Linked DNA regions of Oryzias latipes: region 2 is linked to region 1. A link is a contact called in public Hi-C data. All regions are on one chromosome and are shown on one strand. The core of a region is the stretch at or near the end of the contact, and the rest is flanking DNA. Distances in the headings are between cores, read along the strand shown.

Evidence for each region. A called contact is a pair of places that touch in the nucleus more often than the background predicts.
Region 2: a Hi-C map of embryo shows a contact between it and region 1, with 3 times the contacts expected there. The contact joins the promoter of tfap2b here to the enhancer-like site in region 1. A contact is called at or near these places in 3 of 5 Hi-C or Micro-C datasets (embryo and gastrula embryo).

What each region holds. Positions count from the first base shown.
Region 1 is chr24:18,729,263-18,732,497 of ASM223467v1, forward strand. map3k5 (mitogen-activated protein kinase kinase kinase 5) reads right to left here. Exons shown (of 30, transcript XM_023952698.1): 20 at 1,119-1,296; 21 at 148-165. Among protein-coding and RNA genes, the nearest start is that of LOC101175213, 22 kb to the left of the region's middle. Within about 2 kb of position 1,494, at least 2 of the 8 cell types and tissues checked have an H3K27ac peak or open chromatin away from gene starts, as enhancers often do. A contact at or near this core is called in embryo, where this site is marked.
Region 2 is chr24:18,922,725-18,926,409 of ASM223467v1, forward strand. tfap2b (transcription factor AP-2-beta) reads right to left here and starts at 1,741. Exons shown (of 7, transcript XM_023953210.1): 1 at 1,615-1,741; 2 at 38-496. The coding sequence starts at 1,662.

The DNA of each region.
Region 1 (3,235 bases), core at 244-2,743:
AACATCTATTTTAAGTTGCAGTGAGGGAGACATGTAAACTGTGGCCCACATCGTTAGCAAAGCAGGCAGCTGTTTTCAAAAAATGACAGCCAGTTTACGAAAAAGAGCAAGCAGAGATAAATGAGTGTAGAAGGCAGAAAAACTCACCGGACCCGGCGGACTGAGCTGTAAGGGGAGGGATAGACGTGTTAGACAAGCTGGAAGAAAAACATTTCCAAGAAAGCCCGCCCGGTAACAAAAACAATGTACAAAAGTAACAAGAATATCTCAAATCTGGAATAATTCAGGCAATTATAATCAATTTAGGGACTATAATGAAATATAGTATAGAAAAGAAAATTCAAATCACAAAATAATCTATTAAAAAACATTAAAATGTAACCTTTCATTTTACTAATTACGTCCTATTTGTATAGTTTTTTTTTGCAAAAGCTTCTATATTGTAACAATTAATGCTGTATTTATTTATTCTAAAACATAGCAATATGGACTTAAAAACTGATAATGTTTTGGTTTTTGAGGCATTTTTGTGGTGATGGAGGACATATCGGTATATTAAATTATTTAAATTTCGGAGTATTTCTTTATTCAAATTGTTGTGAATCAGCAGCGGTATTGAAAGCTACGGCAAGCCTCAAGCTCCCTGCTCTGCTCCATTCTGATACATCCACTTGCAGACAAATGGATCCATGAACGTCTTTGTTATCCTGGTCTGAGCTGGAATCTGGATCTTAACTGTACAGCTGGATAGCTCTGATAGAGAATGTAAACAAAGAGCTCTCAGCAATGGGGGTGGGTTTGCTCGACACCAATGGTCCCATCTACAACTCAGAGGTTTCTAATGAATTCTAATTTCTAATGAACTCCTGCCGCTCTGCAGAAACTATGTCCCAGAAAACAGCACAGTTTTTATTTTCATTTTGGGTAAAAATGGCGTAATTATAATTAAAAGATCACTGTGGATCAAAAGATGATCAGAGTGGAACTTTAAGGATTAATTGAAACATGCTGATTAGGATTTTATGTTTTCCATCACAATAAATAATTGGGCGATTTCCTTCTTGCTGCATGAACTGTGGTGTAGAAAAAAAGATCTGGAGGTGTTGAGGAGCATCCACCTGTGAGGCTGTTCTTGCTCTTCTTCCTGCGGCTGGTGACGGTGAGGAACTCATCGGTAAGGAGATCAAAGGCTGTGGCCCTGCGATCCGGATCGGGCTCAAAGCAGCGCAGGATGAAGGCCTTGGCCTCCAGGGACATGGACTCTGGGATCTCTGGGTGGATCTTAAACATCCCCACCTGCAGGCGAAGCACAAACAGTAAGAGATCAATTCGGGAGAAGCATTTTTTCGACTCAACATCGCTCAGTCGGGACTTCCCGGCTCAGTTCGGAGTTGTTGGAAGATGGCCAGAAATTCTGCTCAGTAATCCTGAGGAATGCTGCTGTTTTTGGCCTGAGACATTCCACAGGCATGACTGCGGATCCTATCAGGGTGTTTTTGTGTGTTAAGATGTCTCTCGGTGATCACCCGTATAGGGCAGGAACAGCATGAGATCATTGCTGAGATGGAAACGTGTGGAGACTGTAATCTTTGTGGAAAGATTCTTTTTTGTTCTTCATGTCAACAAGGCCACACAAACTCCTTTTGTTCTGTTTCTTTTTCATCCCCCCAAAAGGCTTTGCGTTTAATATTTGCGTTGTTAACGCATTGATTTTTTTCTTTGGTAAATCATTGTCTTTATCGTTTTAGGTTTACTCATCATCATCGTTAAAAAATGATTTATTACAAGTCAAACATTAGCTTTTCTTCAGTATTTTATTTTTTGTTTTTACTTGTGGGTCAGAGCCTTGGAATTTCTTTTGAAAGTACTTTAACTGTTTTTTCTCTGGTAAAGCTAACAGACATCTCTAACTGAAATGTTAATTACGTCAACTGGCAGTGTGCAGGATTGCCGTTGTTAGTCTGTAAAAGTTATGCTAAGCACAGCTTGTAACTTCTATAAGTTGGCTTTATGTGTTTGTTTTTGAATTAGGATTAGCATTTTGGATTTGCATGTTTTACATAGCTCTGTTGGGGTTGTGTTGTTGATGTGTTCTTGCATTAAGATTTTTTTCCTCTTATCCTTACGATACGAGGAATAAAGTCCTTAAAAGGAACATTGTGTCGTCAACAAAAGCTGCTTAGATCGCCACTACATTGTAGTAACTGCAGTTCTGTCCGCAATGCAGCGGACAGAACTGCAGTTACTACAATGTAGTGGCGATCTGAAGGTCAGACTTCTTTGTTCTACATCATAAAGCAGATCACGCCAGTCAGACGACTCATCAGTTAGCACACACGCTGATAAAGCTCGTGCAAAGACAACGCTGCAAGTGCCAACGAAGACTCAAAGAGACACATTGAAAGGAACACTTTCATTCTTTTGGTTAATCGTGCAAAACAACAAAGACTGTAGTTTGTTAGCAGAAGGAATGATGGGATGCTAGAACCATCCATAGGTGACCAAGCGATCTTGCAGATGTTGGAAAAGGAGATTGATAAAGCCTTAATCACATGGGTCCGTATAGGGATTGACCCATTTGGGGGCTGCAGGTTTTTGGGTTGTCCGGGCCTATAGAGGGTCATAGACAGAAGCAGCCGGGCCTAAAGGGGAGGGCAGGTATGTCTTGTTGTTCCCCTAACCTAGTGTTATCCTAGGCACTTTAACGTTGGGAGTTGGGTCATCTAGACCCACTAGACAGTGCGCTGAACCTTTTTTCTTCAATGATTTGTGATCTTCACTGGTCTCCATGGATTACATGAAATCTTTCCACCTTTATCCACCTTTGTCATGGTAGGGAGAACACGTCAATGTAAGGGTGGGGTCATCTAAGATAGCACAAGGGTTGGGGCCACCTCAACGTCATGAAAATGGAAGGTACAGTTGTCGTATGCATGGTAAGTGTATGGAGAAGTATTTGCAAGGATAATGCAAGTTACACAAACCTGCATGACTCTTTGGAACACTCTAGCATTAGTGAGACCCCCTTCTAGCCCCCTACTGACAAATGTGTACAAATGCTGCATGCACGGGGTGTGCAGGTAACACAACAGTTTCCATAAGAGACCCATACAAAGTACACTCTAATTTCTTAAGTTCTAATAGTCGAAATTCTAATTTTGATATGCCCTCCAGGCCCTCTGCATGCCCACAAACAGCCCCTATCTAATGGCTAGTTGTGACTAAGGCTTCAGAA
Region 2 (3,685 bases), core at 491-2,990, 190 kb after region 1:
AAACAACTTATTTAAAAACCTGAAACTGATGGATCACCTGCACTTCGTCCATGCCGTGCAGCCCGTGCAGCAGACTGTCCCCCATCCCGGGTTCGAGCCCCGGATGGGTGGAGTGAAGCAGCACGTCAGGGCGCCGCACGCCGTAGTCCCGCCGCGGGTCTAGGCCCGACAGCTGAGGCAGCGAGGCCCGCGGCTGCGCTAGCAGCGACGAGCCGTCCATGCGCTCCCCGGAGGCGTCCTGGCGCTGGCGCGCGCCCCACGCGCCCTGCTGGCTCTGGTGTAGAGAGTTCAGGGAGTAAGGGTCGCTCACGTGGGAGTACGGGTCCTGGCTCTGGTAGTGTGCGAGCGGCTGATACGGAGGGGGGAAGTACGGCGGCTGGAAGTCCGAGGAGGGCGCGTGGGACAACGGCGGCGCGCTGGAGTAAGGGCCCCCGTGCGCCACTGAACCCAGCTGTGACAGGCGCGAGCTGTGGCTCGAGACCCCATCATGTCGGTCCTTAAAGCAGAAAAAAGATTTCAAGCGTTAAAACCAGCAGAGTTCCCCCCTCTTCATCCGCGCGTCTTTGGTTGGAGGGGTCCTGCATCCACACTCACCGCGGCGGAATAGGAGTGCACCAACATCTGGACAAACCTCTGGAGCAGCGGGACGAAGCGCGAGGTCGTGGGCCGAGATGAAGCGAAGTGATTCCAGGTCAGCGCACTCTGAGTGTGTCTGCAGGCATGCCTGCACCCCGCTCTGACTGTGCGCGCTCAGCTCCCGCCTCTACGCCCCGCTGTAATTGTTATTCATGACTGAGACTTACAGGAATATTAATGCGCGCCGCGCGGGCAGGGGACTGGCAACACACGGAGCGTGAAGCCTTTCCGGGAGTGACGTTTGGAGTCCGTGGAGGGCCGACCCGCTAAGCCTGAATCTGACGCAGACAAGTGCGCCTTTTTTTTAACCCACAAGGGGGGCCAATTTACGCACGTTTTTGGAGGACACAAACACGCGCAAGAGTAAACTTGTGAACACCCCTCCCCTCTCATGCCCTACACTCTTTCAAAATTCAGGATTTTTATTTTTGTAGACGAGTTATTTTTGAGAAAGGTTTGTCTTAGTTCACACTGGAGGCCCCACTCTGCCCCCCGTGGGTTCCTCGCGCATGTGGGAGAAAAGTGCGGCGCCCTCATCGTTGACTGCTCTGTTCTCCAAACGCTCCTTCAGAGATGAAAGCCAGAAGATTTCCACGAAGTTCTCACTGATCTGCTCATGTTTGCAACAATTTAAGGAATTTAATAATATATATTTATGTAAAAACCTCCACAAATCTGTTTTTTCCCCAAACAGTTTAAAAAAATATGGATCATTTTACACAGAAATACACCCCACTATACACGAGATGTAAAAAGATCTAATTTAAACAGTTTTTAATTTTATTTTAGTGGCTTTAAAACTAAAATAGTTGTTCCTAAAATGTAGTTTACAGTATATAACAGTTTAAAGACACAAAAACATATTTTAGGCCTCAATGCCTCACATCTAAAGTAAAAGAAAATCTACAACAAAATCTCTAAATCCGAGCAAGAGCATCGGATTTAATGTCAATCCCAAATTACAAACAGTCGGATTACCTCGTAAATATCTTCATACTTGACATTCTCCACTAGTTTCCACAGCATGGTCGCCTCTCCGATGTCGGTAAAGCGAATGCAGCCAAGTGAGGAGCCTCTACTGTGTTTCTCTCTCCTCCTTCCCTCCCCTCTCCTCACCCCCCCCCCTCCTCTAATGTCAGAAAGGCAGGCTTTGTGAATGGGGAACCCCTCCAAGGACTCCTCTGCAGCCAAGAGGAGCCACGGGGCTCCGTGGAGTCGAAAGGGGAGGATGCATGTTTTATTGATCTCTGCAGTAATTAAAACACAAAGAAAAAAATATGTATTTACCTATTGTGGAACCACAATAGTTTTTGTCAGATTACACTGAAAATCTTCCATGGATGAGCCCACAGTTCCCTGTTTCTTCTGTTTTTTTCTTGTTGTGTAAACGTCCAGGTGCTGTGAGATTATTAGAAACAACAGTCCACTCCGAATATCCAACAAACGCTGATTGCTGCTGCAGGATCTCATCAGAAATGGTTGTGATCTCACGTTTACAGAGCTAGAATTTTATGTCTTCTTCTTCCTCACACTTTTCTCATTTTTTCTTGTAAAGTTGCTTATTTTTAAAGACCTACTCCATTAAAAATGTTGTTTTTGGTGTTTTTAACATGTTCTTGTTGTATTTATCTGATGATGGAGAACATATATTTAAAAAATGTAGGCTTATAATTGCATCTCTGAGTATTTCTTTTTTATAAACAGTTGTGAATTAGAAGCCGATGAAAATCTGTTGTTGGAAAACAATCGTGTTTGTGTCGTAAAGAATACATTCAAGGTACTACAGTCTTCCTGCTCCGCTCAATTCTGATTCATCCACCTGCAGACAAATAGATCCATGAATGTATTTGTTTTCCTCGTCTGAGCTGGAATCTGGATCAGAACTGAATGGCTGAGTAGCTTCAATCTTGCTGGCATTTTTGTTGCACCGGTAATGTTAGGTTGGGAGTGTGATGGGCTGTAAGCTAGTGGGAGAGAGTGTGAACAGAGAACTTTTAGTAACATGGAAGGGAAAGGGAGGTTGGGTTGTTCGCCGACGGTCCCGCTCACAACACAAAGGTGAGTTGTTGTTTTTTTTCACTTTGCCTAAAAACAGCATAATCATATAAAAAAAAAACACTGATCGTTTCTTTCTTTATGAGTTTTCCTTCTGTCTCACGCCTGGATTTGGTTCCCATGAAAACCCCTTTCTTTACGGAGACTTTGCTGGTTTGGCAAATAGGCGGAGCCAATAATCCCAGCAGTTGCTGGAAAACTTTCTGGTCACCTGCACAGTTTCTGATCTGTCAATTCTTTTTTTTTTCTTTGCTTCATTTTCTGATTTCTAACATTTCTCAGGAAAGGGAAAGTGTCTTTTCAAGAGGTTGTTCTCTGGAACGCAGGTGAGGCAACATCTGTCGGTTTTCCTGCTGTCCTTCCTCTGATCCCTAGAGACCATGCGGATAAACAGATTCTGACAAACTGATCCATCAACTGCAAGGAGGGAATGGTTTAGAAATCCTCAGGTTGGTATAGATTTGCAGAATCAAGAAGATTTTGCATTTCAGAAACACTAGATCTTCTGGGATTTTCCCTCCACCTCTTCAGAGGAAAGGAGGGACCATCCAAACATCCAGTCTGTTGATTGTGTGTGGATGATGACAACTGATTGAAACACAACAGTAGGGTTGTGTATCTTTCCCTCTTACATGATTCAATACACGTCTCCATACATGGTCTATCTATCAGTACATAAAAGATTCAACTAACTTTTTGGTGATACGACAGTTTAATTCTTTAACTTAATAGATAAAATATGGATATTTATTATTTATTAGGCATTTAAAATTATAAATAATATTTTCTTATATTATAATTGATTACTTCCTGATCCATTTTATGCCTTTTTAATCCAGTATTGATCTCATGCTGAGAGTACAGATGGATTTTTAGAAAACTATCTTTTCTATTCTTACCTATGAAGGATGAGCAGTTCTGCTGTTCTGAGGCAGATTATATTTGTTTCATGTAAAGTTGTGTTTTCCTGTAAAATGTTCATTTGCTTTAAATA